Linked DNA regions of Mus musculus: regions 2, 3, 4 and 5 are each linked to region 1. Evidence: chromatin contacts called from public HiChIP or PLAC-seq and promoter capture Hi-C data. All regions are on one chromosome and are shown on one strand. The core of a region is the stretch at or near the end of the contact, and the rest is flanking DNA. Distances in the headings are between cores, read along the strand shown.

Evidence for each region. Promoter capture Hi-C pulls out the DNA fragments that hold promoters and counts their contacts. HiChIP or PLAC-seq counts read pairs in DNA pulled down with a chosen protein or histone mark.
Region 2: an H3K27ac HiChIP or PLAC-seq map of extraembryonic endoderm stem cells shows a contact between it and region 1, with 5 times the contacts expected there. The contact joins the enhancer-like site here to the promoter of Ntpcr in region 1. A contact is called at or near these places in 7 of 39 promoter capture datasets (3T3-L1-derived adipocytes, cranial neural crest, embryonic stem cells and 2 more), 4 of 115 datasets of contacts at active chromatin or transcription factors (astrocytes, embryonic stem cells, extraembryonic endoderm stem cells and 1 more) and 5 of 9 other capture datasets (adipose tissue, embryonic stem cells, liver and 2 more).
Region 3: a promoter capture Hi-C map of liver shows a contact between it and region 1, with 2.2 times the contacts expected there. The contact joins the enhancer-like site here to the promoter of Ntpcr in region 1. A contact is called at or near these places in 9 of 39 promoter capture datasets (HPC-7-derived erythroid cells, cranial neural crest, embryonic stem cells and 4 more), 2 of 484 Hi-C or Micro-C datasets (embryonic stem cells and pre-B cells), 2 of 115 datasets of contacts at active chromatin or transcription factors (both in embryonic stem cells) and 4 of 9 other capture datasets (adipose tissue, embryonic stem cells, liver and 1 more).
Region 4: a contact with region 1 is called in a promoter capture Hi-C map of stem cell-derived epiblast-like cells, with 2.1 times the contacts expected there. The contact joins the enhancer-like site here to the promoter of Ntpcr in region 1. A contact is called at or near these places in 5 of 39 promoter capture datasets (the 3T3-L1 cell line, 3T3-L1-derived adipocytes, embryonic stem cells and 2 more), 1 of 115 datasets of contacts at active chromatin or transcription factors (embryonic stem cells) and 3 of 9 other capture datasets (adipose tissue, embryonic stem cells and pancreatic islet).
Region 5: a promoter capture Hi-C map of macrophages shows a contact between it and region 1, with 5 read pairs. The contact joins the enhancer-like site here to the promoter of Ntpcr in region 1. A contact is called at or near these places in 5 of 39 promoter capture datasets (the 3T3-L1 cell line, hippocampal neurons, macrophages and 1 more), 3 of 484 Hi-C or Micro-C datasets (CD8 T cells, embryonic stem cells and trophoblast stem cells), 2 of 115 datasets of contacts at active chromatin or transcription factors (memory CD8 T cells and microglia) and 4 of 9 other capture datasets (adipose tissue, embryonic stem cells, liver and 1 more).

Annotation. Positions count from the first base shown.
Region 1 is chr8:125,730,791-125,736,775 of GRCm38.p6, reverse strand. It overlaps Ntpcr (nucleoside-triphosphatase, cancer-related), which reads right to left and starts at 2,573. Exons shown (of 5, transcript NM_025636.5): 1 at 2,427-2,573; 2 at 546-708. The coding sequence starts at 2,460.
Region 2 is chr8:125,268,871-125,274,855 of GRCm38.p6, reverse strand. No RefSeq gene overlaps it. Among named protein-coding and RNA genes, the nearest start is that of Gm30713, 110 kb to the left of the region's middle. Within about 2 kb of position 3,310, at least 28 of the 459 cell types and tissues checked have an H3K27ac peak or open chromatin away from gene starts, as enhancers often do. A contact at or near this core is called in extraembryonic endoderm stem cells, where this site is marked.
Region 3 is chr8:125,313,425-125,319,409 of GRCm38.p6, reverse strand. No RefSeq gene overlaps it. Among named protein-coding and RNA genes, the nearest start is that of Gm30713, 69 kb to the left of the region's middle. Within about 2 kb of position 3,624, at least 20 of the 459 cell types and tissues checked have an H3K27ac peak or open chromatin away from gene starts, as enhancers often do. A contact at or near this core is called in adipose tissue and liver, where this site is marked.
Region 4 is chr8:125,364,751-125,370,735 of GRCm38.p6, reverse strand. No RefSeq gene overlaps it. Among named protein-coding and RNA genes, the nearest start is that of Gm30713, 18 kb to the left of the region's middle. Within about 2 kb of position 2,170, at least 38 of the 459 cell types and tissues checked have an H3K27ac peak or open chromatin away from gene starts, as enhancers often do. A contact at or near this core is called in stem cell-derived epiblast-like cells, where this site is marked.
Region 5 is chr8:125,459,258-125,465,242 of GRCm38.p6, reverse strand. It overlaps Sipa1l2 (signal-induced proliferation-associated 1 like 2), which reads left to right. Exons shown (of 22, transcript NM_001357372.1): 10 at 817-1,091. Among named protein-coding and RNA genes, the nearest start is that of 4930566D17Rik, 60 kb to the left of the region's middle. Within about 2 kb of position 3,547, at least 97 of the 459 cell types and tissues checked have an H3K27ac peak or open chromatin away from gene starts, as enhancers often do. A contact at or near this core is called in CD8 T cells, adipose tissue, embryonic stem cells and 2 more, where this site is marked.

The DNA of each region.
Region 1 (5,985 bases), core at 1,324-3,823:
GAGGTCTCTCCAGTGAGTGCACACACCACAGCACAAGAGCTGAGCCCAATGTGGCAGGTCTCCTGTCATCGTTCTAACTAGTCAGGAGGCTGAAGCAAGTGAAGGCAAGAGAACAAAAAGCTTAGGGGCCATTGGGCAACTTAGACTTTCTCAAAATAAAAAGTAAGCAAGGGGTTGCTGGGCATGGTGGTGCACACATCTTAGTACTAGGAAGCAAAGGCGGGTGGATCTCTGTGAGTTCCATACATAGCAAGACCTTGTATCAAAACTAAGGTTAAAATTAAACAGAGAGCTGGGGGTATAGCTTAGTGATTGAGGCTTGCCCATGACACTTCCAGGGCTGGCCACCATGGAACTCCAGGTACTGGGAGACTCCTTGTCTCAGGGAAGAGAGCCACAGAGCAGGACATCAGATGTCCCCGTTTGGCCTCTGCACAGACCCATGGACCACATGCACTCATACAGAGAAGAAATGTTCCCAAGAAGTACAGAGGCCAGGCTAGAGACACCCCACCCCCACCCCTGCAGAAACAAAACACCAGTACCCAACTCTGGACAGAGGCCCCTGGGCACCAGACAGGGTGACGACATCGAATCCTATCCTCTTCCCTTCCTGCCTGACTTCTTGTGTGTAAAATCCATCCACGGGCAGCCCGGAGGACTGCAGGACCTCGATGGCTTTCTGGATCAAGGTTGTTTTGCCAACCCCTGAAAGAGACAAAGGAAGAAGAGGGGTCAAGAAGTTTTACCTTGTCAAGCCCATCTGGCCTGCAAAAAAGCAATAGCTGCAAACAGGACGGGCTGCAAATGTCACTGCCTGCCAGATTGCTCCAGGTGTGAGGGATTTTCCACCCCAGCAGAGGCAGGCGGCGGCATGAAGTTTACTTACTTCTAATGCAGTCCCAGGACATATCTGGGACCTCCTTCACTCCTAGATTTACCCTCTGTTCTGGTTTAAATCTAAAGCATCCCTCCAGCCACTCTTGTGTCTGATCAGGCAGATGGTACTGTGTGGGGAGGTCGTTAAGCCTTTATAGGGCATGAAGCCTGGCTGTGAAGGTGGGTCAGTGGTGGTGGGCCAGAGGGTTGCAGCATAATCCTTATGGATTTTAAGCAAAAGTATGTATGTGCCAACAGCAGATGTTTGTGGCCTAGAACAATAAGGAACAAAGGTCCCACACTTAGCTCCTGAGGGTGGAGTTCCCTGGGGCTACCCCCGCTTTTTGTCTTTTATTATTTACATCCCAAACACTGCACACATACACACACCCCACCACCAACAAAAAGCCTGTCACTTTAACATTTCACTTTAGCTCTCATACCAAGCAGGCAGCACTTTTATTATAAGGGGAGGGGAGTATATTTATGGGCCAGCAAGACGGCTCAATGGGGCAACAAGAACCAACTCCTCAAAGTTGTCCTCTGACCTCCACACCTGCGCACACACTCACATACGTAAATAAATGCAACTTTCAAACTCCATATATCCGTATTTCCAAACAGACAACACACAGCAGCCCAAGAGCTCTTGACCCAGAGGCTATCTCCTCACAGGGATTGTTATGTTAAAAACAGCTGAGCAAGCCAGACAGTGGTGGCCCATGCCTTTAATCCCAGCACTTGGTAGGCAGAGGCAGGTGGATTTCTGAGTTGGGGCCAGCCTGGTCTACAGAGTGAGTTCCAAGACAGCCAGGGCTACACAGAGAAACCCTGTCTCAAAAACCAAACCAAAAAAAAAAAAAACCAGCTGAGCAAAGCCCCCTCTGAGATGACTTACAGATGCTGGTCAATATTTAGGAAGAGGCTGAGAGGCAGTGGTGCTGACAAAGGGTGCTTTCTTTTTAAAAGTCTCGCTAACTTGCTGGAGAGGGGCTTAGAAAGCCAAACCCTTTGGGATGTTAGTGAGACACACTGGAGTGGGGCCTGTAGCGCAAGGGGCGAAGCATTACTAACTCTTGAGACAGGAGGCAGGGGTGTAGAGGTGCAAATCCGGGACTGACAGTACTCCCAGGTTCTCCTCGGGGAGGAGGGGAAAGCCTGTGAGTCCGGTGTTCACTAAACCTCTTATGAACATAGGTATTGATGATGGCTCCGGGTGAACCCTACAGCAGGAAGCTGGGGACCCAACTGCACCCTGATTTCAAATGCAGGGCATGCTGTGCAAGGCCGGCGCGCCTCCAACTGCGGCCCCCTGCTCCTCCCCAAAGCCTCTGCCTGTTCAACTGACTCTAAAGTCTACAGAGTACACCTGGGCCTCAGTGGCGCGAGACCCGGGTGACAACCGGTCCTTGGGGACATGTAACCGGTGCTCCCCAGTCCTCCTGGCCTTCCCTCTCGCCGGGTTGCGATACACCAAGCCAGGCCGGAGACCGGACAGAGGTCCAGGCGCTCTACCTCCCCGCCAAGTCCCGCAGGCTCTGGGTCACCTGGAGGCCCGGTGAGGAACACGTGCCGCGACATGTGCGTGGGGGTCTGGGTGCGGGGTGGTCCAGAGCGGGGCGGTCGGGGGTCAGAATGGGCGGCCAGGCTCCACCCCTTACGCTGAAGGCCACGCCCCTGTCGGCAGGGAAAGCACCGCCCCGCCCCGTGGTCGCGCATGCGTTTCCAACGCTCCCCCCCCCCCCTTCCCGACACACAAGGCGCACGCGCATTCTTCCCTACTCCTGGTGCTATGTGGCAGTGGCTGGCTGTAAGGTCTGGGAACAGTCCTATGTGCCAGACTCACGTGAGGTGTCTGCACGGATGCATTCGTGGAAATTCCAGATACTTGGCCGTTGCTACTTAAGTATCTGAGTTCTGTCCCTGAGACCCTCACCTCAGGCTGCAAGTGAGCTCCTATGTAGCAATAGAAACCCTCCTTGAAGGAGCAGCCGTTGGTGGGATTTGAACTCCGTGTACAATGTTCACTTGGCTGCGGAGCAGTCAGCTGGAGAACAGCTAACCTCAATTTATCCTGGCCTCCACCTCCCGAGATGAATATCTGAGACAAGGTAGTAAGAGTCTAAAGATCTGATTAAGCTTTTTTATTGCAACCTGGAAGTAGAAGGAGCTTCCAGTGACCTGACCTGAGCGGCAGAAACGGCAGAAAGAGTTGTGGAAAGCAGAAACAAGAGCAAAAGCGAGGCTTCTCTCCGCAGAGTTCTCCCCTTCCATTGCTGAAAAAGAACTTCCTCACTGACTTCATTCAGCTGACTGGGACGCCCATGCTCGGGGGAAACTAGCCCAAAACAGTTTTTTCAAAGCCAGTTTGATGGTCATCTTAGTGATAGTGCCTTGATTCCATTTTGGCCCGATCTGGACTGCTAGGGGCTCACACAGCAGCTTGGCCCAAAGCGATGGCCTCCTTTAGACTGGAGTAACTGGCATTGGTCCGGAGAACTTGAACCTGTTTGCAGGAGGTTTTCAAGCTTGCCCACGTTGCAGACCTCTGATGCAGGCGGACTTCCTATCCCCAGCCATGCACCGAATCCCTCATCTCTGCTCCATACCTCCACACTTGTCTATCAACCCACAACTGCCTTACCCAGAGAAAGTGGATCCTTACCTCAGTTAGCCTCGAGACTCATTCCACCAGCAAATGAAGTGGCAGTGGCTTTTGCCCGCGATGTACCTGTAGACCCTTCTAGTCGAGCATGCGTGCAGTTGGGCTTGTGCTCAGTCACCCTCCATTCTGGATGAGAAAGCCATTTCCAGGAATCCTTACCTTTAATTGGTTTGCGAATGTAATATACATACACACATTCACACACACACACACACACACACACACACACACACACACACACATTTTTGGACTCCTTTCAGCAGGCAATATATGCCAGTTTAACAGCTCAGTTTCCTGCTGTTTAAATCACCTAAAAAGATTGGCAAGCCACACCTGCCACTGTCATCTCAGTGTTGTTTATAGCCCTGTGTTACTCTAATGGAGTATTATTACTTCTTATCCCAATGGGTAACTTGCCTTCCGCATCTTGCACCTGCATGGACTCAGAGAATGGCTGATGTAAGCAAAGCAAACCCATGGGAGAACCTTACACAGAGAGACAACATGTATAGAATCCTAAGTGCTTCTTGTATCCAGAATATTCATTTTAAATATTAACCCTCTAGAATTTTCCATCGCTGGCAAGGGGACTGGAATTGTAAGGCGTTCTGGGAGTTGGGTTGTTTTCGGTAGCTCAGAGACAGAATCGACATAGAGAATCAATACCGGAGGAAACAAAGAAAATGTCTACATCGATCTGCTTGGCCTTGGGCACTCTCCCTCTTCCTCTCCTTCTCTCTTTTTAAGACAGGATCTTTTCTGTAGCCCAGGTTAGCTCAAGCTTCTCCTGCCTCAGCTTCCTCAGTGTTGGGATTACAGTCATTCGCCCCCAAAACAAGTTAGATGGAAATCCTTCATCCATTAAAAGAAAAAAAATGAGATGACAGTAGTATGTTCACTATATGATAATTCATTGAATGAGTGCTCACTTGGTACAATTTCCACGAAATAACAACATAGTTTCAATGATTTATATGTAGTAAATTAGCATCAAAGGGTCACAGCAAGTGAGTACAATACTGATTTCAAATTTGGTTATCTTGACTCGTGTGTGTGTGTGTGTGTGTGTGTGTGTGTGTTCATGCATATATGTAATTGTGTGTACAAAAGCCACAGGACAGCCTCTGGTGTCCCTAGGGAACCATCTACCTTGTTTTTGAGACAGTCTCTCGCTGGCCTGGAGCTTGCCAAGTAGGGAATCTTCCTGTGTCTGCTTCCCCAGGCTTGGGATTATAAGTGCACAACACTGCATCTGACTTTCTAATATGGATTCTGGGGGATTGAACCTCAATCCTTGTGTGTGCAAGACTTTGTCATTCCATCTAATCAGGGTGCTATGGGGTGGACATGTACCATCCCCAAAGGATGTATGAACACCCCACCACACACAATCTGTGAAGGTGCCAAGACATGCGACCAAGGAAAGTGATCAGTTTGGGAGAGTGGAGCCCTCATGAATGCAACCAGGAAGTCTCTAAAGCCTGATAGGATGCTGCCCACCAGGGCAGGCTTACTTCCCGTCTCCAGTCCCACCTAATACAAAAAAGCTTCCAGAGTGAACAGAAAAGGACCACAGAGAGCAGTCTGATCTTAGAGACCCTGTGTTCTTTGGGATTATGGGGAAGGAATGTTTGTTGTTGCATGTTGTAACAAGGAGTAGGCTCTTTGTTACAGTAGCCTGAGCTGAGACACAGTCTTGAATGAGAGTTAATTCCAGCTGTTCCTTCCTGCCTCTCCTGGATCCCCCTCCCACTGAGAACCTCAGGGTCTGCAAGACAGTACTAGTTTTGATTTCTTATCTTCGTTTGCTTGAGACTTTTTGGTCCCTCAATCTCTGGCAATCCAGCAAGAACCAAGGGAACTCCCTCCAGCCTCCCAGGGAATGGGAAGCCAGAGTTTCCCAGAGAATTAGTGAGGACAAGGGGATAGGGCAGGGAGAAGCGGTCTGGAGCCAGCTTCCCTGAGGCGTCCCTGGGTGAGAAAGGATGGTGCGTCTGGTCGGTCCTGAATCTGCCCCCCTTGGTTCACAGTGGTTTGTAGGCAGCAATGTTTGCTGTCGCCTAAATCTGCCTCTGCTGCATGGGAGTCAGAGCTGACAGGGAGTGAGTGTGCAGGTCGCTGGTGCTCTGAGACTGGCTGAGATGTTCCCTCAAGCATACCCCTCCCTCCTTCCATGCCTCTGCTTGCCTGCCTCCCTTTATTCCTCCCTCTTCTTTCTCCCTCCCTCCCTTCTTCCTTTCCCTCTCTCCCCTCCATCCTCTCTTCTTTTCCACCTCCCTTCACTTTCTTTCTTCCTCTTCCATTTTCTCTAGATATTATGATAGTCAGGATCTGATGTGCATCTGAAATAGATTGTCTTGAGAAAAATACACATGCACTCACACACATGCACACACACACACACACACACATCTTTTTATACCTGAGGTCTAATTTTCACA
Region 2 (5,985 bases), core at 2,061-4,560, 460 kb after region 1:
CTCTCTCTCTCTCTCCCCACCATATCAGCTCCAGCTCCAGAGCTCTGCCTGCCTGCCTGTCCGCTGCCCATTGCCTGTCATGCTCCTTGACACAATAGTGGGCAGCTGTGAGCCCCAAATCAAACATTTTCTTATATAAGTTGCCATGGTCATGGTGTTTTCCCATGGCGATAGAAAAGTAACTAAGACCTTCTGTATCCCCTCCCTTCACAACAAGAAAGTAACAATTTAACAACTTATTAACAATGTAACCACAGCCTTATCTGATTCTCCTGACCAGCGACAACCACTGCTGTGATCACTATTGCAGCCTGCTCCGGACTTTCAGGCAGACAGCATAGATAGAGTTGACTCTTGTTTGCATGTGGCCATTATACTGGAAAGTTTGTTGGAAAATCATCTGGAAGCCCTCAAAGGTGCAGTGTTTGGGAGACACTTGTGATCCTCATAGAGGAACCAGCCAGCAGAAACAGGGCAGCCTGGTGGTCAGGCTCACAGACTAATGGAGCAGTACCATGAATAGCAAGTGAAGTTAGCAAACATGGAAACTATTCCAGGCGTGTTAAGATTTGGGGGCTCTAATGATACTAATATGTTCCACATGGTGGACTGGCTCTTGGCAGAATTCTTTTATATGGACAGAGTTCAAGCATTATTGAACATCAACAGGATAATCAACAGGAAAGAATATTAAAAGCATGCTAATGCTGGAGAAGACTGTTCAAAGGCAGAAGCCATTCAATGGCAAGCACATTCACTGTAATCATAACGGAAGTTTAGAAGCAGGGACCACACAGATCCCAGGCAGTGTTTGTTCCGGATGCTGAATCTTTATAGGTGGGGCGTAGCTAGTTATGAACTAGATTAGCAAGTTTGTCATCACTCATTGGGGGAACAAACTCAGTTAAGATTCTTTCCATACCATGCTCTAGCAGAAGTTTGGATGTAAACATTTAAAAGTGGGGACCTTGTCATCAAATGTGAATGAAATACTTAAAAATATCATTCATGCATAGAAGCAATTGAGGCGCGGGGGGGGGGGGCACACTCCTGAGAGGAGAGGCAGATGGAGAATTCTGGGTTTGTTTGATGATGACCTAGCTGATTGCTCATCAATTCCGAGATGAAAACAAGGAGGAGGGTTCACCATGGTAAAGCTTCCTTTGAATAAGGTTTTAATTGAAGTATAATGCTCCTCTAGAAAGGTGCCTGAATTCTAAGTGTGCGGCCATTAATCTCTCCTGAGCATAGACGTGACCTGTTTTCCAGCTCCTACCACACATGCTGGATTGTAGATATTAACTTCTTATTTTGTTTGTTTGTTTTTTGTTTTTTGTTTTTCGAGACAGGGTTTCTCTGTGCAGCCCTGGCTATCTTGGAACTCACTCTGTAGACCAGGCTGGCTTCAAACTCAGAAATCTGTCTGCCTTTACCTCCCAAGTGCTGGGATTAAAGGCATGTGCCACCACACCCGACAGATATTAACTTTTAAATGGAGCTGTATCCAAGTTCCCCCAAATAACAACTCTGATACTTAATCCTTTGTGAATAAATGCTCAGGCCATAAGCTTTGGCTCTGTTCTTTGCCTAGCTCATATCTCAATAATCCAGTTTATTCTAGACTACGTTCTTCCGTTGCTTTAGTTACCTCTTCTCAGGTTTATGCATCTGTCTCTTCCTCAGAGTTCAGGGCAAATCTCTGTCACCTGACTACTTCCCAGAATTTCTCTCTCTCTGACTCACTCTCTCTCTCTCTCTCTCTCTCTCTGCTGGAAGTCCCACCTCCTATTTCCTGCCTCAGCTTATTGGCCATAGGCTTTTTGATTGACGGGTGATGCTTCCATGCAGCGCAAGAGATTCTCCTTACACTGGATTTGACTAATTCCAAGCTTGGTGTAGACAAGGAGTCTTGTAGCATAAATCACCCTGCTCAGTCAACAGTATGTCGGTGAAATTCCTCCATACTGCTGTGCATATTTTCTACCCTCAATGATTTTTGTCTTTTTATAGGACTTGAGAGTGAACCCAGGGCCTGGTGCACATAAGGCAAACAGTCTCTCCTCTCAGCTGTATTCCCACCCCTACTTGCGGCTTTGATCTATTCAAAACAATGCAGACACAAACACAGTAGCACCTGCTCTTTGGACTTATGGTCACACTATAGGATTAAGAGTGATAAGAAAGGCAGGGTATGTGATTAGGCGTGATTAGGCAGATGTGCCAAGAGTGACAGCCCAGCCTTCCATGCTCTGAGCTGGTGTTTCTTGTTCCCTTAACCTTTCCGGGGTGGGGTGGTGTTGTGATTGTCTGAGCTGATAATCATGTTGGTTGTTTGTGAATGTGTGAGGCTTTTCACTGCTGTGATAATTACGCGTGAGAAGCAGTGTAAAGGAAGGATTTGTCTTCAGACTTGGTTTCAGACCGTTCCATGCTTCTTAGCTGTGAAGATTAAGCCGGCAGAGCTCCCAGGGAACCACAGTCGTGAGTTCAGTGTCTTATCACTAGGCGCGTTCTTTCTTCATTTGACTCCCTGTTTCTCTTTGCATTGGAGCAACGTGCTAGCACAGGGCGGATATTCCAAAGGCCTAGCCCTACCCATTGTTTCTGGTACCGGAAGAGTAAATCAATCATGAGGGTTAGAAAAAACAATGCTTAAGGAAAGAACATATTCCAAGTGGAGGAAAAGGGGGATAGGCAGGAGGAGAGGGGAACCTGGCATTCAGAACTAAAAACTCAGAATAGCAACCACAGAAAACATAAGTGAATTGTTAAATATTTCCTAGTTGGAAGTACCTTTTTGAGCTTGGTGTGTGTGATGTGTGTTCACACGAAATGACTAACAGGGCATGGAAACCTTTCCCGATCACAGACTGCCTTATATATATCTAACGGAGTCTTCACATTTTCAAAGAGACTTCTGTGTATCCTTATGTACACAATGCTTTGCATGAGTGGGCTGGGGGGGGGAGCACCTATCTGAGGTGCTAGGCTCCCAAGTACTAGGTGAACAATGCTAGCTCCCTCCTGACCGTCAAACCTAAAGCAGATGCTGTGTCTCCCAGCCCCTGTGCTTTGTCCCTTCCCCTGTGGTGTGCTGCTGAAGACAGAGCAGTGCATCGAAGGATTCAGGGACAGAGGTCACAGCAGGCTGGGACATCTGGGACATGGAGCCACCTTAGCCCTCCCCTCCTCCTCCCTAAACAGGGCCAGATAAACCCCCACACATATCTGTGAGTCATGTAAACCTCCTTGGGTCCATGAGTTCCCCAAGCCACACCTGGTGTGGACAGCTGGTTGGCTCTGAGGAGGGAGAGTCAGAATAGAGCAGAGCAGGTGCGAGCCACAGGAGAAGGTTGAAGGAGAACTGGAAAGGACAGCCAGGCTCAGCGAGAACAGCACTCTCTGGGAACTGCAGCAGCCGCTTAGAGACAGTGCTAGAAGCTCAGTTACATTGTATCCTCCAGACTCAATGCAGTCGCTAACTTTTAAGAACTGTGGCCTCTTGTGCTGGTCCCACACAAGACTGGCCCAGCAATAATTAGTCATGGAAGGCAAAGGGGCTCATAGACCTGACTCTGCGGCTGAGCTACTGGCCTTTGATAGATTCTGGAAGAGGAGAAGTCGCTGTCTTTACTGTGTGTGTGAACTGTTGAGCCCACTCACAGCACTGCAGACACATTGTTGCTGTTGTTTTTATCTTAGTGGATATTTCTATGGGAGCAAAGCTTTGCTCAAGGTTAAACCCCAGCTCCCAAAACAAAGCCAGACTTGACCAATCAATGCTTATAGGATGGAAGAAACTGCATTAACTTTGAAAGGATGGAAGTTCATAGCTTTAGCTGATGACAAGCAGTGCAATGTCAACATCACTGAGCCTAGCCAGAAGGGTTTGTAAGTTAGACATTCCAGCCTGCAAGCTATTTTCAAACGTGGTGGCTAAATGTGCTTCCATGGAACTGGTATAACTATGTGAACAATCCTTGAATTTTGATGTTGTTGATGAGTATACTCTGTGGGTGTATTTAGAGTTATATTTTTCATATTTTAGATAAGGTAACATGTCATGTGTGCATCTGTCTGTCTGTCTCTCTCTCTGTGTATGTCTGTGTGTGTACTGGTTAGTTTTTGTCAACTTGACCAAGAACTTCCACAACTGGGAAGAAGAAATGTCAATTGAAGACTTGCCTCCCTCAGATTGACCTGCAGGCTTGCGTGTCTGCTTCAGCTTCTGCCTCCAGGTTCCTGCATGGCGTCCCTACCATGGCTTCCCTGACAGACAATGGACTTTGCCTGTACGATGCAATAACCCCACCCCACCCAAATTCCTCTTGGTCAGCGTCTTATCACAGCAACAGGAAGGCAAACTGGGGCTCTCTAAAGTGTGTCAAGACGGTCATGGTGATACACACCTGTAATCTCAGCACTGGGGAAGCCGAGGGAGGTTGAGACTAGTCTGGACCAATCACAAATAACAAGAAAACAGAGAGACGTAACTCATGTATGGACTATAGTGACACAGCTGGACAAAGCTGGGGACACTGTGTGAAGTTTAGGAAGGATGTTAACTTCTTGTGACTACGACAGTCGAGCCAGGATGAGTCCTGATGAATGAGTCCCACCCCCCCACCCCACCCCCCCAACCCCTGCCATAGGAACTATTCTTGAAATTTAGATCCACAGCCCTCGTTAGTAGTGCAAAGGGGTGCCTGGTGGCTGTCCTGTTGTATTTATATAGTCAGGAAGCAGAGAGAGAGAGAGAGAGAGAGAGAGAGAGAGAGAGAGAGATGATCAGCTCACTTTCTTCTTTTCTCCCTTTTCATTCAGGCCAGGCCCCCCAGACTCGTCTCCCTATTCCAGTTAAACCTCTCTGGAAACACTCTCCGACACACAACACAGGTGTTTCTCCTGAGCACACCTAAATCCAGTTCAGATGAAGGATAATCAATAAAGTACAGGACAGGGTCTTGTAGCACAGAGCCATGTCTCTTTATCTGAAGCAGTTGAAAGTCCAGAGTGGAGAGCACAGAGACCATGCACACAGCTGTAATTGCCGTGGCTCTGTCGGCATTTGTATTCCTGTAACTCCAGCACTCAACACTTCATAGGAGCCCAAGGGATGCCTATCAAACTGAAAAGCCTTCGCCTTAGGTCTGAAGGCAGCCCCTCTCTATACTCAGGCTTTGCTGTGGGTGCTGTGTGATTCACTGAGATGCTAAGATCTTCCCGAATCTAACTTTGCTTGGGCTCTGCTCACCTGTGGGGAGGAATTCTTCTCCCCCCCCCACCAAGTTCCTCATTTCTCATTTTAGCCTCTTCAAATGTATTCTAGTTCCAGGAGAAGCCAGAGTTGATTGCAGAAAACTATAAAGAATCCATTTCTTTGCTTGTTTTCCTTTCTGGGCACTCTTGATGAAGAAGCCTGACTTAGCTACATGTATATCAGGATCCTAAGTGGATGGCACAGCTGGGAACAGAGGCCATGAGACAACGGATAGACCACTGAGAAACTGAGTGATTCGGAACACCTCGAGCAGAGAGCCAGAGATGGTGTGAATACAGATGATGAACAGCAGCCAACAGAATGTTTTCTGTAGCAAAGGGTTTTGAGTCTTATATTCTGGCCATTGATTTAGAAAGATAAATATATATATATATATATATATATATATATATATATATTCCTTGATGGATGCCTAGGTTGATACCATAACTTGGCTTTTGCGAGTGGCCAGTAGTACTGAGACTCATAAAATTTCTTTCAAGTACATCATGTACTTTGATGAACTTATCTATCTCTATATAAATGCAGCTGGTTTATGGACCTGTATAAAGTCATTGAAAAAAAGTGTGATGTCCACCTTTCAGAGTCTGACTTCTTTTAAAGATTTATTCATTTATTTTATGTATATGAGTACACTGTAACTGTACAGATGGTTGTGAGCCATCATGTGGTTACTGGGATTTGAACTCAGGACCTTTGGAAGA
Region 3 (5,985 bases), core at 2,375-4,874, 420 kb after region 1:
AGAAGGACTTGAATAGTGGGAGGTGTTAGCATTCTGTCTAAACTCCACCCCACAGTTATCTGGCAATAGCCAGGTAGGCCTGACCCACTATAAAAGGGGCTGCTTGCCCCATCCTCTCATTCTTGTTCTCTCTTGCCTCTTTTGTTCTCTTGATCTCTTGTTTTTCTCTTGCCTTCTTGGGCTCTTCCCTTCCCTCCTCCCTTCCCCATTTCCTTCCCCTTCTTTCCACATGTTCATGGCTGGCCTCTACTTCTCTACTCTCTTTCTGTCTTTCCCCGCCTCTACTACCCTCTTAACTCCCCTCCCCATGCCCTGAATAAACCCTATTCTGTACTATACCATCATGTGGCTGGTCCCTCAGGGGGAAAGGATGCCTCGGCATGGGCCTCCTAAGACACCCTCTTCCCCCATACCTCACCATGAACAAATCCCCTTATCTCTTTTTATCTTTTTATAAACACGTCAGGAGTACTGCTCAGAAAGATCACTAGGTGTTGGAATCTCACAGCACCCATAGAATGCACAGGCTCACTAGGCCTTCCATCTCTGTCTGTGATCACATAGTCTGAGAAATGTTCTTACTCATGAAAGTTACAATGTTTTTGGTGGCAGCTACCAAGATGATTCACAGAGCCCAGAGACAGAGTAGACCACAAGTCAGAGACTGGCCATTCAGAAAGAGGGGAGCTGGATGAAAATCAAAAGCTATTTAACCCTCCATGGCACCTCTGCCCATCTTCTGTACCCACCTCTCTCTGCCACCCATCTTGTCTCTCTGTGTGCTCAGATCCAACAAGGGTAATAAATCCACCCAGGTTTGAAGACCCTGGGGGAGCCATACAAGTCGTTGGTCCTAATGTCAGACTGCAAGAAAGGTGTCAAGAGGAAGCTATCTTCAAGGAAACTGGGGACTTAGGAGTCTAGGTGCCTTTGACCACTGTTCTTCTAGCTGGAGCTGCACAGGACACACTGAGAAGTGCTTTGGAAGGCTCTGGAGCAAGGAGATCAGTATCAGAGGGATATCTGCAGAGAAGATAGGTGGTGCCTCAGGGATGTTTCCATAGGGCTATGACTTTGCATGGAGTCTGCACTCATAAATCTGTGGCTGTCTCCTATATGGTGGACAGTCTGCAAAACCCAAGGATGTACCTTTCTTCATAGAATTGACACCAGCTCCTGTCTCCTGCCTGTCACTTGCCCCCCTCCCTGTAAGATCATGCTATGAACCCAATGTCTTCAACAAGTTTAGAAGCCCCTGAAAATGTCTGTAGGATTAAAGTCTCTCTATCATTCTGCTTTTGGCTGAGAATCCACTGAATGTTGTCCCGAAGTAACACAGAACATTGCCGCAAAGAATGCTTATGGTTCACGAAGTGACCATCCCAGCCCAGAGCTTGGCATGTAAGCTACTTCACAGAGTAGCCATCCCTGGCCAGAGCTTGCTTCTGCTCTCAGATTGTTGGATTGGCTTCATGGCTCATGTCCACAACGACTAGAGTCCACGGGCATCCAGCCCGAGCCGGATGAGTCAGGAATGAATGGAGGTCCCCTTCCATCCAGTTCCCCCCTAGAACCTGTCACTACCATGTGGCCTGTGTGCCACCTCCTTGGCCATTCAATATTTTATGAATGACACCTTCCAAGATTTGCTGGCATACTCTATGACCGCCTGCCTCCCTTACATCCTGATGTACTCTCAGGGACAGGCACCGCACACTGAGCCAGTCCAGATGGCCCTGGCTCCTCAACCAGCTCCCTACCTTGCCAAGCTAGACAAACACAGCCTTTTGACCTCACAGAAGTTGATGGCTCTGGGTTTTATTTCCCTGTGAACACATACATAGTCCCACCTGGTCATTGTCAACCTCCGCTATTGGCATGCCAGCTGAAGTCCTGGCACCCCTTACCTTCCCAGGGCTTTCCATCCATGTGGAAGGACCCCTCCCCTTCAGTCCTAGCTAGCCGGTTCATAGAAAAGCAAGCCTTCTAGTGGTCAATGGTATCAAGATCTAAATAACTTTAAAAGTCCCACAGTCTTTACATATTCTTAAAATTTCAATCTCTTAAAATTCAAAGTCTTTTTACAATTAAAAGTCTCTTTAACTGTGGGCTCCACTAAAACAGTTTCTTCCTTCAACAGGGAAAATATCAGGGCACAGTCACAATCAAAAGCAAAAGTCAATCTCTAACCGTCCAATGTCTGGGATCCAACTCACGATCTTCTGGGCTCCTCCAAGGGCTTGGGTCACTTCTCCAGCCATGCCCTGTGTAGCACACGAGTCATCCTCTAGGCTCCAGATGCCTGTACTCCACTGCTGCTGCTGCTCTTGGTGGTCATCTCATGGTACTGGCATCTCCAAAACACTGCATGACCCCTTCAGTCCTGGGCCTTCAATTGCAACTGAGGCTGCACCTTCACCAATGGCCTTCCATGGCCTCTCACAGTGCCGAGCCTCAGCTGCTTTGCGTGACCCCTTCATGCCTTCAAAACCAGTACCACCTGGGTGACCCTTACATATTACCAAGTCCCACTGCAGCAGGAGTACAACCTTGGCCATCTCTGGAACACAGCCTCTTTGTGCTTTCAGAAAACACTTCCCAGAAGATGTCACCTCAATGATGCTGGTCTTTTCTTAATCACCGCTAATTTCTTAGCTCCAGCTAACCAGCATCAATAGTCCCAGTAATTGGGACTCAAGGTATCTGAAACCACAGAGCCCTAGAACCTGACAGCACCCTGTAAGGACATAGGTAGGACAGAAGAAAGGCAAGGGTTCTGCCCTCTCCAGTGCCAAGGCCTCCTGAGAGTAGTGCTGTACTCCCAGAAGGGCCTCTGAGACATGACATCTAGATACAGCTTTCTGAAAGAGCTACAGTGTATCCCAAAGGGAGGGTGCTCACTCTTCCCTACCACCAGGAGCACAGAGTGCACCCCCGGAATCCTGTCTTCACCTCCCCACCACTGAGGTTATAACGGCACCACCACAAACAAACCTGTTTTACTTGGATTCTGGAGACTGAACTCAAGTCCTTGTGTCTACCATCTGAGCCATTTCCCCAGCCTCAGAATCCAAGACACTTATTCTCTACAGGCATAAAGTGGTGCTGATGCTGGGTATAAGGTCACAATAGCACATGTCAAAGATACAACATTGGTTTGCTCTTTCCTTGATGGATGGGGCCCACAGTTTAAGGTGGCTAGGGACTAGTGGTGGGGTGCAGGGGTTTGGAGTCAGGCAGTCTGCTGTGGGGCTGGCTCGATTGTTCCCTCTGGTCCTGAGTCCTAGGGCAAGGTCCTCAGATCAGTAGATACCATTTCCTCCAGCCCAGTGTGACCTTGACCGAAGCCCTCACCTCCCAATGAAGCTGCTGAGAGAACAAAACAAGGCTGTGCAGTGCCCCGCACAGAAGCCTTTCACAAATGCCAGCTGTCCTGGCAACATTGTGTGGAATCAATGCCTTGCCAAAGGCAAAACTGAAGACCCCACACTGCTTCTGAGCTCAGGGAGTCTTCGACATGGCCGTTTGTCACCCATCTGTTCCCCCTCCTCCCTCTCTTTAGAGTTTGTTCTGTAAGGGAGAATCTGGAAGAGTACCAGTGTCTCTTGTGTATCCTCTCTGGCTAATTTGGCTCACAAATACAAAGGGAAGACACACTTTGCCTTAACTCTGCCAAGACCTTTGCCTATGCCCTGTCCACAGCTCATTGCTCCAGGAGGCCTCCCTCCCCAACCAGCCTTTTTGGAATAAATACCAAACACTTTTTAAGGGAGCTACTCTGAAGCTAGCAGAGGAAGAAACCAAGGCCTATGTGGAAGACCAGCACCGGACTCCAGCACCGGACTAACCCAGTTAGAAGCTCTACAATCTTGCTAACCAGAGAACATTCAGGTCTTGGAAAGTCCTCCCGTGTTGCTGTTGCTCCCAAATCAAGAAGAGAGACTAGCTCAGAAGACTCAGGAAGCCAGAGATTTTTTTGTTTGTTTGTTTTTTGTTTTTGTTTTTGTTTTTCTAGACAGGGTTTCTCTGTGTAGCCCTGGCTGTCCCGGAACTCACTTTGTAGACCAGGCTGGCCTGGAACTCAGAAATCCGCCTGCCTCTGCCTCCCAAGTGCTGGGATTAAAGCCGGGTGCCACCACGCCCAGCTGAGAAATTTACAGTGTCCAAGAAAGTTGCAAGATACACAAAGCCCCTCCCTTGTGCTACAAAAGCAGCCAATGGTTGCTTAGGGAAAGGGAGCCGCTAGTGGAGCTGACAGCTAGCTAGGGAGCTCAGTGGAGCTTGCATACATTGTATCCATTCTGGGATGGGCTTTTCAGAGATGTACCTGTGTCTCAGTCACGGTGTTCCTGTAATCTTTAGCCTTACTGGCATAAGTAAGCAATAAACTATTGCTTCACAAAGCTAGACTAGGATGAAATAGCTTCTTCCGACTGTTGTCGGTACCCCATCAGGGGGTGAATAGATGTTTGTTTGTTTGTTTTTCACCTCTCCCCAGGAAGAGTCACACAATAGATCTGGGCAGCGATCTGTGTGGATTTCCTGGTAAGGGAGATGCAGGCTGAAGGCTGGCGGCAGAGAAAAGAACAATGAACTGAACAGAGACACACGGCACTTGTCAAGATAAAGCTGGTGAGACGGGTGAGAAGAATGGAGCAGTCTTTACCCATGCACCAGAGGAGAGAGATAGGGGACAGGAAGGCAGGACCACTAATCAGTCTGGACAGGAAATTAATGATAGGCTTGAAATGGCTGAGATACCAGACTCATTCTTCAAGCCCTGGGTTTCTGTCATTAGGCTCAGAGAAGGATAGAGAAGGAGCTGTGGAAATCTCTGAGAAGTGACCAGACGTGTGGTTGCTCCTCCTCCAGCTGCTTTTCTTGTTGCACCCTTGTTTTCCCCAGGCCTGGGGAGACCTGGTCAGCCTGCTCTGGACAGCATTGGAAGGGAGAACTCCATCCTCAAAGATTTGGCTACAGTTCCTGCAGCAATCTGAGCCTGCCCAGCCCCTTAGCCCAGTTCTGAATTTCCCAACTAACCTCTTCTCAAGGCCGTTGGCTGCACTTCATCATTATAAGCAAACGCAGAGACCTTCTCAGAACACGGAAAAGCAATGTTTTTAACTTTGGGTTGGTTATAATTGCCCTATGGGAATCTGGCTTGGGATTATCCTAACATATAGTTAAGATGTTGAGTTTACAGAATTCACTGTGTGTAGCAACCATGAAGTCAGAGAAGTTTCCTTTGGTTTCTGTTTGAGCTTAACACTAATGTCGTGTACTGTGTTTTGAATGTGCAATGTCCGCCACGGGTTCATGTAATTTTGAACACTTGGTCTCCAGTTGGTGGTGCTGTTCTGGGGAGAGGGCCTACCAAAAGGAAATGAGGTGTTTGGCAGGTGTCTTAGTCGGGGTTTCTTTTCCTGCACAAAGCATCATGACCAAGAAGCAAGTTGGGGAGGAAAGGGTTTTTTTTCAGCTTACATTTCCACATTGCTGTGCATCAGCAAAGGAATTCAGGACTGGAACTCAAGCAGGTCAGGAAGCAGAAGCTGATGCAGAGGCCATGGAGGGATGTTACTTACTGGCTTAGTTCTCCTGGCTTGCTCAACTTACTTTCTTCTAGAACCCAGAACCACCAGCCCAGGGTGGTACCACACACAATGGGCTGGGCCCTCCGCCCCCACTTGATCAATACCTTACAGCTGGATCTAATAGAGGCATTTCCTCAAGGGAGGCTCCTTTCTCCAGCTTGTGTCAAATTGACACACAAAACTAGCCAGTACAACACGTGTACCCCTCTGTCTCTGTCTCTCTCTGTCTTTCTCTCTGTGTCTCTGTCTCTCCCTCTTCCTCCTCCTCTTCTTCCTCCTCCTCCTCCTCCTCCTCCTCCTCCTCCTCCTCCTCCTCCTTCTCCCTTCTCCCTCCTTTCCCTCCCTCCTGTAAGTTGCCTAGACTAGTCTGGAACCATGAACCTGTGCGCAT
Region 4 (5,985 bases), core at 921-3,420, 370 kb after region 1:
CGGAACATAGAATTTGGGTGACCTGTATTGCCTGGATTCATCCCCAACACTTCCAAAAAGAAAAAAAAAAAAGTCAACAGAAGAAAAGCTCTGTCTCAAATCAGGCCACGGAGATTATTTGTAAATGTGCAGCCGGGCCTTGGGGGACTTGGAACGCTACAGTGGCAAGCAGCTAGTGTTTGTTTTTAATCGTTCCTTCTCCGGCTCACTTTCTCTTAGCCAGACAAAGTTTATAAACTTGGGGCAGCTCTGCATTTCCCCCCAAGACATTTTCAGGCTGTAGTTCTGGGACTCTAGCTGATGAGGAACATTCCAGAACTACCATCCTCCTGCCATCAAGGGCCGTGAGGGTGACTGAAAGAAAATTGGTTGGCTTGTCTCCCTGGCTCTACCTTGAGGACATGCTTGCTTCTACTTCCCATTCCATTTATTATTGATAGGCTGTTTATTTTCCTCACTTCCATGAGACTTACAATCCGAATGAATCGCTCTGGCTCTTGGCTGGGGGAGGGGAAGCGCTTTCTGCTGTAACTCACTGATCCCTGCATAGGGCACTAAAGGGGATGGGGACTTGAGGGGTGGGAGGAGGTGCCGTCAAGCTGGGACAGGGGTAGGGGCATGCATAGGTTTAGGTCTTACAGTGACTCAGCTGAACACCCCAGGCAGCCAGCTCCAGAAGGCCCATAATTCTCAAGGTCACAGCCCTCCAGAGTTGGCTGGGGATTAAGTCAGTCTCCTGGGAGCCCTTCATGTGCAAGTTCCTTTGTTTAATAGAAGGAGAAAGGCCTGGCGGGTTGCCTTTCCTGCCAGCGGAGGGAGGGCTGGGAATAAGTTCTTTCTTAGTCCCAGTGGGTTAGGGACAACAGAGAAGTAAAGTGCCCTCTAAGGCACCGGAGACATGTCCGTCTGTCAGTCCATGTGTGCCTCTGGGTCTCAGTCTGCCCCCAACTCCACACCAACCCCTTCATAAGCACCCATGAGGAAGAACTGGCCCAGAAGTGCAACCTTGACCCTGGCCTTCTTGGTCCTCCATAGAGAGGCATGGAGTAAACATGGCTGTGCAGTGCTTTCCCACAGGCTATGACACTGTACGTCCTGGGGACTTCCCCATGCTCTGCGGAGATCCCAGGGACTTGGCTGGTTTTTGATGTCAACTTGAGACAGGTAAGACTCATCTGGGAAGAGGGACCCTTAAGTGAGAAAATGCCCTCCCCACCCCCACAACTCCCATTGGTCTGTGGAACCTTTTCTTTTCTTTTTTTTTTTTTTTTTTAAAGATTTATTTATTTATTACATGTAAGTACACTGTAGCTGTCTTCAGAAGAGGGTGTCAGATCTCGTTACAGATGGTTGTGAGCCACCATGTGGTTGCTGGGATTTGAACTCTGGACCTTCGGAAGAGCAGTCGGGTGCTCTTACCCACTGAGCCACCTTTTCTTGATTAATGGGTGATGTGCATAGGCCCATCCCGGGGGATCCTGGACGGTAGAAGAAAAGAAAGAAGGCAAAACGAACCACCAGGAACAAGACAATAGCAGTACTCCTCCGTGGCTTCTGTCTCAGTTTCTGCCTCCAAGTTCCTGCTTTACTCCTGCCTGACTCCATGCAGTGATGGATAGTTACCCGCAAGTATAAGCAGAATCAAACCCTTTCCTCTTCCAGTTTCCTTTGGTCAAGGTGTTTGATCACAGCACTAGAAACCCTAAGACGTTCCTGCTCACTGAGAGCCACAGCTGTGGCTCCTCTCAGTTCCTACTGCTTCTAGGGTCTTGGAGTCCTGAGCTGCTTCTACTCTGGGGCCTGGATGGCAGCAGTGGACCCTCCAGACTTTCTCACACATTACCTGGAGACTGACTTCCTCAAGTTGACGCCAAATGGCCTCTTGGACTGGCCTGGCTGCCAAGTGTGAGCAAGCACAGGGTGTGAGTTTTGCCCTTAGAGACCCAGGTCTGAACTGCACAGCCAGGAGTGGAGGAGGAGAAAGAAGGGCTCTCTCTCTCTCTCTCTCTCTCTCTCTCTCTCTCTCTCTCTCTCTCTTTCCCTCTCTCTCTCTGAAATGCAGTTCCCTGGAGGGAGGCCTCAAGGGTTCCCAGCCCAGCAGGAAGTGAACTGGTCTGGGTCCAGTCCTGAAAGGAGAGAAGGCAGCCCTGAAGGCTTATCAGACCTCAGCCAAGCTAAAGCTTGGCTCCCGGAGGACCTGAGGGAAGCCAGGTTTGGCTTGCCTCAGGCCAGCCCTACCCAAATCCCCGGAGGCAGCAAACCCCCAACACTATCAAAATACAGTCCATAAATAAAGCCTCCTTGGCAGCCAGCTCTGGGCTGGAAATAGAGTCCCCCTGGAGTGACCTTTCCAGACAAATGCTGGAACTGAAGGTCAAAAGAACCTTCTAAAGTGACAGAGGGGCGGCAGGTGCTTGCAGGACATGGAGATGTTTCCCACAAATTCATATGTTAGAACATTTGGACCCCAGCTGGTGGCCCTGTCTTGGGACTTTGTAGAGCCTTTAGGAGGGGCAGGGTGCATACCTGCTTCTCTCTTACTTCCCCATCTGCCATCTGTGAGAAGCTCGCTGTAAGGTCCCACTGCCATGGCTTCCCTGCCTTGAGACTGCGAGGAGACCATGCGCCAAAATAACCCTGTCTTCTTATAAGTCCACCCTCCGCTATTTCGTCATAGAAAAACCTGAGTCCTTAACAGACCCAGCCCTGCTGATGAGGGTTTCAATCAAAGTGTCCAGGCCTTACAGATTTGACCATCCCTGCCCGACACTGGAGACTTCCCTAAATACCTAGTAAAGCAGTGGGTCAGAAGTCAATGCCTCATCTGTCCCCAGCATGGGGACAGGGGGAGATCTGGCTCTGCCCTAAAGAAGCAGAGGCCAAAGGGAACCTGCTTCTGCTCTGTGAGTGTCACAGTCTGAGGAAGGCAGACACAGACTAGATGGATGAAGAGACCTGTAGAGACCAAGGGTGGGAGGCACAGCCTGGAGGAGGCTGTCTGAGGAGGGACCTTACACAAGCAGAGCAAGCACGGGTGGTGAAGGAGTCAAGCTGTGTCGATCTGAGTGAGAGGGCAACCTGGGAGAGGAAGGGCCAGGCTCACAGATGGGACTGGGTAGGGCACAGGGTTTAGGATACCACTGGAGTGCCACCTGTGAGCTGGCAGGCTGATGTGTTCCCCCACCCCTACCTGGCTGACTACTCACTGAATTTGAGATTTACACACCAGAGTAAACTACAGAGCTGCTGTTGGGAGAGGCTGCACTCCTCCTGCCTCATGACCTCACAGCCTCAGAGACTCATAGATAGATGTCTGTAGCTCCCGTACCTCGTGTCCTTATGAGTGTCCCTTGAGCTGTTTGTGAGTATGTGAGTGTGTGAAAGAGAGAGACAGAGGTAGAGACAGAGAAAGGGAGAGGGAGAGAGACAGACAGAGACAGAGAGAAAAGGAGGGAGAGAGGGGGAAGGAAGGCACATAAGTACATGCATGCACACAAACGTGTGCACACACACATGTACACATGTATGAGCACATGCAACAAACCCCAACATAGCCAGCTGAGTGGTCTCCACAACTGGGTGTCCTGACCTCCCAGCACTGTCCTTTTATGACCTGCTTGCTCTCCAGGAGAGATATGGCCTGGAACCTATGCCTCCCCTTGCATACTGTCTTCGGTCCTCTCTGAAGACAGAGCAGATGGCCAGACCTCCTTCTCAGTACTCCAGGTGAGGTTAGCTTGGCTCTAGAGGAACAATGCCATAGCTCTCTCTGGGGAACGTTACTGAGCATTGCGGCCCCTAGAACTGCAGCAGGGAGATGCAGATAGAACAGAATGGGAAAGCAGGTCTCCTCAGGAGGCTGTGGAGGCCTCTGCTTATCCTCCATGGCCTGCACCCTTGTTAGATCTTTATTCACCTACAGCATCAGCCTTGAAAGCCAATGACTTTCCAACAGCCAAGGATGCTTGCCAAGGTTTGCATTGGGCCTGGCCTTTGCAGATATCATTCACATCTTCTCACAGAAGTGGCATGTAGGCAGCGTCACAGACTCCTGCTCCACAGCTGGATAAACGGATGCTAGACAGATATACTACTTTCCCAGGGGTGCAGAATATGGCTGGAAGCTGTGTCCTGCTCTAGTCTACCGTCAGTTGGATACCTATACAAGGCCTGCACAAGATCAAGCCAGCTAAAATTCCATCATGGGCAGGAGAAGCACTCACCAAGTCCCACCCCCAGCTGAGGAACTTTTGACAGTGTCATCCCTAGGCAGGTGGGCCTGGGCAGGTTGTCTGAGAAAGCCAATGGCATAGGCCAGGAAGTGTGTCAGCAAACACCATTCATCTGTAGGTTCTGTGCCAAGCTCCTGCTTCAGTTCCGGCCCAACTTCCCTTAGGAATGAACTGTGACCTGGAAATGTGAGCTTCCAAATAAATCCTTCTCTCCCCTAAGTTGCTTTTGGTCCTGATAATTATCACAGGAGCAGAAGAGCAAACCAGAACACATGTATAAATGTTTCAAACAACAAATAAGGTACATATTAAAAAATTAAGCACACTTTAGCCATTTGTAGTCAAGTGAATGTCAGCCCTTTCTACACAAGAAACAGCTTTTGATGGACGGAAAGATCTCAGCCCTAGAAGCCCATGAACAAAGGGAAGGAGTCTGGAATGAAAGTGGACACTGCCATGTGCAGAGCTCCTCCCTGGGATCAGGGCTTCCTTGGTATTATTCCTTCCAGGATCCGCATTCTGAGAGACAAGGCAAGAAGGCTTCTATCGATGAAACAATCGTTACCGTTACCGTCAGGTTCCAGGATGCTGCAAGCTCCCAGCCACAAGACTGTTCCTGAAGGTCACTTCAGATGGCCGCGAGGGGGCCTGAGTTACATTTTCTCATTGCGAATCAATTGCAGAAGCCTACAGACCTGCTGATGAGGCATCTGCTTTAAAGTCACGTACGAGGAGAGATGGGCAGAAAAAGGCCAGAGCTGGGAGGAAAGGAGCCACAGTGGTGGCTTCGAGATAACCCTGCTGAGCCCTTCGCAGATTAGCATGAAGGCCAGCTGATGCAAGCTTGGTGGCGCTTGGCCTCTAACCCCAGCACTTGGGAAGCAAAAGGATGAGAAGTTGAAGATCATTTTAAATATCTTCAGCCAGGCCAAGGCCATCTCAAGATACAATGTGAGGCCGTGTCTCAAAAAATGAGAGAGAGAGAGAGAGAGAGAGAGAGTTAGTTTTGTGCATGTCTGATATAGGTGCTGGGAACTCTTACCCAGGGTCCTGATGGGACCTGCACACTGGAGTTCAAGCCCCATGTCTCTTTGAAGGCAAATACATCTTAATGCCCTATGAACTCTGTGTGGACATTTGGAATGGCTTGGGAACGTCTATTGTCACACGTCTACTCTCAGTCAAACTGAATAATGATAAGCTAACTTTTTTGTTCATCTGTGGCTTGGTCTTCTATCTGTTTTTCTTCTACCCTCCCCTGCCTCCCCCACACTCTCTTCCACATGTTAGCCCATCTGTTCTAGGTGGGGTGTTCCTGTTTATTTCAGCTCTCTGGCACAAATACTTGGAACTGTCACAGACTGTGGAAACAGTCAGGCCCAGAACCTGTATCAGGGAGTGGAGGTGACAAGATGTCCATAAAGCTCCCATTGTGTCTGACATTGCGCTTTTCGGAGCAGGCGTGGGCAGAAGGTAGGTTGAGGGTGTGGACATCAAGCCTATAGAACGCCCTTAGTCGGTGAAGACAGCAAGGCCTGGACTCCCATCCTCACTACTACAGGTGACCTGTGATTTAGCTACTTACTGTTCTTGGCTTTCTGCCCCTCTCCTTTTCTGCTCTGAGTGACAGAGCCAGGCTCCCCTTTGATCATGGAATCAAGGTGGTAGCCCCTGGCAAGTGCTATGCTCCATGGACCTTCCACACCCATATGTGCAACTGCGCTGGCAGAAATTCTCCTGCTCACTCTCCCTG
Region 5 (5,985 bases), core at 2,298-4,797, 270 kb after region 1:
GTGGCTATAGGAACAGAGGGCTCCTCTGCTACCTGCAAAGCCCCTCATTGATCAGAAGGGCCCTTGGGACCAGATGGACATAGGTGGTCACTCCCAGGAGGCCAGGTAGGACAGATTAGGAAGTCTTCAGGCCAGTGCATCTGAGACAGTTGTGGCTTTTCTCACAGTCCATTCTCTCCTGGGCCCTTCCTGAACACAGGCCACGTGTTGCTGTTCTGAGTTAGATACAAGTACCCAACCTGGCAATGGTAGCGCATGCCTTTAATCCCAGCACTTGGGAGGCAGAGGCAGGCGGATTTCTGAGTTTGAGGCCAGCCTGGTCTACAGAGTGAGTTCCAGGACAGCCAGGGCTACACAGAGAAACCCTGTCTTGAACCACCCACCCCACCCCACCCCCAAAAAAAAAAACATACCCAGAAAGCCTTGGAGTCTGAGAAATGAGGTTGTCTCCTTCTTTCTCTTGCTGTACTGCATCCAGAGGAGAGGAATTCAAGTTCTTTGGAGCCCTGTTAGTGACAGGAAGTGGAGGGACTAGCAGAAAACGTGCAGAGCTCACGGCTTCTCCAGCCAGGCAGCCTGCCACATGAGCCAGGGTAAAACCCAGCTTTGGTTCTGTTGTTCTTTGTCAAGGGCAACCATGGTGAACTTTGGATTCAGATACCTTCCAGGTCACTTGAAGGGACAGAGGGGTGGCTGAGGATAGAGCCAAAGGGGAGAGGGGCTTGCTTAGATATGTGCAGGTGGTCCCCAGTGGGATCCCATCTGTGGTATCCAGGGAGAAAGATCAAACCTGCCTAACAGCTTCCCTCCCCTCAGATAGTAACAAGAGGCTGCGAGACTGTGGAAATGACCCTGAGACGAAACGGGCTGGGTCAGCTTGGCTTCCATGTGAACTTTGAAGGAATTGTTGCCGATGTGGAACCTTTCGGCTTTGCCTGGAAGGCAGGCCTTCGCCAAGGGAGCCGGCTTGTGGAGATCTGCAAGGTGGCTGTGGCCACGCTGACCCACGAGCAGATGATTGACTTACTGCGGACATCTGTGACTGTGAAAGTAGTTATCATCCAGCCCCACGAGGATGGCTCTCCCCGCAGGTAAGACCAGGAGGCTGGGCAGTGTGCACTGTCACCAGGGACATTCCTGCCTGCCTGCAGGATCCTCAGAGAGCTGGTGAGCTGTCAGTGGACACCTGAGCCATTGGCGCACTAGTTAAAGGGTTTCAGATGAGCATGTGGCATGCACCATTGGTGCGCTAAAGAGTGACACCAGATATTGACTGTGAGACTGAGTCACCAAGACCAGGGGGTGGGTCCATTTGGCTCACCTGACCTATTGAGACTGAGTGTGCACAACCTTCACAGCCTGCACAGCTCAAATCAGGATGAGTAGCTAACAAGGCAGGGCCTGTCTGGAGCAATGTGAGACTGTAGGCAGATTCTGGGGGCCATGCTGTTCTCACACTGAAGCCTCAGAGGTGTCCAACAGGGACAGGGCATCTGCACATAGGTGGTAGGAAGGGACAGGCATAGGTGTGGGAGTGGTCTGTCTGTCTGCTGCAGACAGATGGTCGTGGCACTCAGCCTTAAGGTGACACCACTAGGTCTGTCCAACCTCTGCATCCTCAGCAAGAACTGCTGAGAGTCATAGGTGAGTTTCAAACCTTGACGTTTTACTTTCGTGTGGTTCTTTTAGTACAGGTGTGTGGGCTCTGGTGGCCATGCAGCTTGTGTCTGTCTCCATCCGGTTAGTCATGAGGCAGGCCCCAGAGTTTACCTGCTGGGAGGATGCAGGAGGCTGAGGTCAGGGCCCTGCTGTGTGGTCATGGGGAAGGAAGGAGTCCTAAAGTTCCTTTCACATCTGCACCACAGGGACCCTGATCCCTCAGAGTACTCAGAACTTACCAGCATGATTAGTGTTTGCTCTACATTTCAGTTGAGGGGGAAAGACGATTGCTTTAAATTCGCTCAAGTTTCTGTCACTTTTTAATTAATTTATTCTTCTCTCATATATTACATCGCAGCTGCAGTTTTCCCTCCCAGGCCCCTCCCCGCTGCTCTTCCCCAACAAATTCCTGTCATATCAAAGGGGACATTTTTATGAGGACAGTGCATTGGCTGTATCTACCTTCTGGACTCAGGACACAAAGGTCTCCTTTCTCCTCCCTCATAGGGGCACACGCCTGGTCGCATCTGTGCCATGCCCAAGCTGCATGCAGCTGCCACACACTTGAAGCATGGCTGAATTTTTCACTTTAATTAAATCAGCTTAATTAACCACAGGTGGCTCTAATGGCCGCCCCTTTGGGGAGCTCATCCCTAAATGGGGATCTTTTAGAAAACAAACCACTCCGCTCTGTGTCATCTTGGTCTCGGTGGTTAAGATGCCAGAGTTTGTAAAGTCTGTTAGATTGAACTTACTTAGCACTGGCTCCCAGCCTGGTGGGTTTGTTTTTGTGATGCTGTGGATAGAACCAGAGGCCTTGTGCACACTAGGCGTGGACTCCACCCTTGAGCTCCAGCCCTAGCCCCCTGGTCTTTCAGTGGCCATGTTTCCTACATTTGCCAATAGGTTTATAAAATAAAGGTTTAAAAAGAGCTGAAATCCTTCTTGGTGTTAAAGGTCCGACTCCTGTAAAGCCCTCACAAGGAGTTTCTCATAACCTCACATTTCCAGACTCTGCCCATTAGACCCTACCGCCTTGTCCCAGGACCCCATGAGCCAAACTTAAGATAAAGAAGCCACAATGGAAGATAAAAAACTATTTCATAAAACAAAAGTCAAATTGAGTAAGAGCTAAGCTTCCTCTCGGCCTTCCTAGAATAGAAGCTGACGTGGCCTGTAAGTGAACGTCTTTGACAGCAACTTTTAAGGGCATCTGTGGTGGGAATACAGATGTGTGCCTCCTCTGTCAGCAAGGGTCAGGTCTTCAGTTTCTCCTGGAGACAAGACAACTGCAGAGATGAGTGAAAACGTTTCCAGACCTGATATAGGTTTGGTCTGCTGTTGCTCTGTAAGAAACTCTAGAAGCTTTTAAGAACGTTAGATAATAAAAATAGTAACATTCTCATTATGCCTGGTATTTTGAGCACATGATTTCAAAGAATAGAATTTCCTAAGGAATATTGAATTGTTTTTCAGCTAAAACAAATAAACAAAACTACAGAGTGGATGTTTTTGCTGCTGTCTTTTCCTCAAGAGCATGTTTTTCCTCCAAAGAGGCTTTCTTATCTGCCTGGATCTGCCTATAATTAATTCTTTGTTTTAAGTGCAATTGAAAATAGCCAGGATATTTATTCAGAGACTTCGCCTTTGTTGATGCCCTTCCCAGAGCACACAGTCTTCTCCTTACATTGCTCAGCTGCCCTCTCTCTGTTCTCACCTCTGGGGAAGGAACCAACCCAGCACACATCAAGCAGGACTCTCCATTGAGCTTTTTTAAAGTTAGTGTTTTCATTCTTCCTGATTCACTTTCACTTCTGATGGGGATGGGCCCTGAGAATGGTATGTGCTGTAGTCAGAAGTCCTCTGCCTGCAGCCCTGTCACACCAGCTCTTAGCTATGCAGGAAGTGCTGCTCTGGGTGTCCCAGCCATGCCCCAGTACAGTCAGGCCCTGTAGTACTCTGTTATGTTAGAAAGAGGGAGTTCATGTATGTGTCTCACACATGCTCCTGTGTGCATGTTGCTAGAGGCCTCAGGAATGCTAGGCAAGTACCAAGCTGCTTTCCCAGCTTACGTATGCATGCACATGCACACCAATAAATAATAAACCTTTTAAATAAAACTGAAAACTCTCTTTAAGGGCAGCTTACATTGGTTTCATGGTCCTATAGTTAAGGATACAGGATTTGCCTGAGGCTCTGACATCACATTTGATTTGTGGTGTGGAAAATTACCTCCATCTTCTTTCATAAATTGGCTCTTAGAGCCTGTCAGGAAGGAAAGGAGTTAAATGAGCAGTTATGTGCATGTGCACACATCTGTGTGATTTTTTACTATGTAGTGGGCCTCTGTGCAAGTTCTATGAGGGTGACAGACACGGCAAAACTAGCTAATTATAAGGAATCTTACCTCAGTGCTGTGCCTCTCTGAATGAGAAAGTGCCTCATTCATTCATAGATAGATAGATAGGTTGATTGATAGATAGATAGATTAGCTCAGTAATACTCTTACAGGATATCAGTGAGAAATAATTTGAGAACCCATCTGCTTCCTCCTGCAGCCTGAGGGGCCTTCAGGTTAATGGGCACTTCTGGCTGTCCTCAGGTCAGTGATGCCTGCCTGGTTCCACCCTTCACTACAGAGTTGACTGAAGTCTTGTGTGGAGCTGGTGTGTTTGTGTGAATCAAAAGCCACGCCTGCTCTGAAGTCATTTCTGAGCCTCAAGGACAGTCCAGCTGCCTGCCTCCACCCTGCTCCCAGTTGAAAGAAACCAGGGCCACTTTTGGTTTCTTGATGGAGTTGGTGGGGGAAGCTCATTAAGGAATCTCCTGCTGGGCCAGGACCCTTGAGTAAATTCTAGCCCATCTCGGGAGCGACCCGGAGCACCGGGGATGACTCTTCAAATGGAAATGAGCTGAGGAATGGGCTCATTCTGGCTACTGGGCCGGAAGTGCTGCCACTCCCTGGGCTGCCTGATTAAGGTCTTTCTGACTGAGATTACTAAGTAGGTGCAGGGCTTGCCAGGAAGTATGCAGACCTGAGTTTAGATCCCTAGGCCCACAGGAGAGCAGCCCTGGGAGGTTGGAAGCCCAGCGTTCCTCTGGCAAGACGGGAGGCAGAGCTAGGAAGCCCCAGAAGTTCAGGGCCTGCCAGTCTGCTGTGCATCAGCGACCCCCGTTTCAAGGTGGACCGTGAGAATAGACACCCAGGGTTGTCCTGTGACTTTCATATGGGCACCGTGGCCCACATGCATCCACCCACCCACATTTACACACACAAAGTTGTTGGGTTTTGGTTTTGTTCTATTTAAAGATCTTTTTCTGTTTTTCAAAGATCAGGCCCCACCCCTAACCCTCGCATTCAGTCAGTGACATTTTAGGGGAAAGGCATCCTTCAAAGGCCGCTGTCTGAGAAGTAATGACTCTCCAGAGCCATGCATGACTTGCCACACATTGCGAATTTAGTAAATATGTCCAATAAAAATGGAAATGAAACTCCAGGCTGTACATCTGGCTCCTGTGATTCTTTGTGCTTTGTTGACAAGGGTCCACATTTCCATGTGACACAGGGCAGCAGAGATTTCCATGGGTTATCTAGAGCCAAACTGATTGTTCTCACAGTGTTCTATAAAATTAAAGCTTCGTGCACCATGCCTTTGTCTGTCGCCTGACTCCCTGAAGTACAGGAAGAGGGAAGAATGGGAAATGAGAAACAGGAAGAAAATTCTGTTTTAACAGCTTGTGTGTGTGTGTGTGTGTGTGTGTGTGTGTGTGCGCGCACACACACACACACACACACACACACACACACGAGAGAGAGAGAAAGAGAGAGAGAGAGAGAGAGAGGACTCAAATGAGATTTTAGATTACAGTTCTAATTTGTTTTATTTGTATAGATAGTAAAATGGCTATTGTATCTATTCCTGTCTTACCAACCCTCTAATGAGTCCTGGTGTGAAATGTTGAAACTGTTCAGGACTTGAAGCTCTAGCGGCCACCCAGCCACCTGACACATGCTCAGTCCTGCCATGCCTGCCATGCCTGCCAGTGCAGTGATTACCTGCGCTCTAAGCGTGGTAAGCCCATAATCCCAGAGCCATTGCCGGGTTGCGTGTTTTCATCACTCTCTCATTCTCTTTCTCTGGCATCCATTTGTTTATTCCTTAATTCTCTGTTCACTTGTCCATCCATGCAGTTGTCTGTTGGTTGGTTCAATTCATTCCACTAGAATTCCCAACAACTCAATGGCAGAAATTGCCAATCACTTGCATTGTTGACAAGTCAGCCTCGTCTCCACTCTGTTGGGTCCCTTTAGTCTGCCCGGTGTTA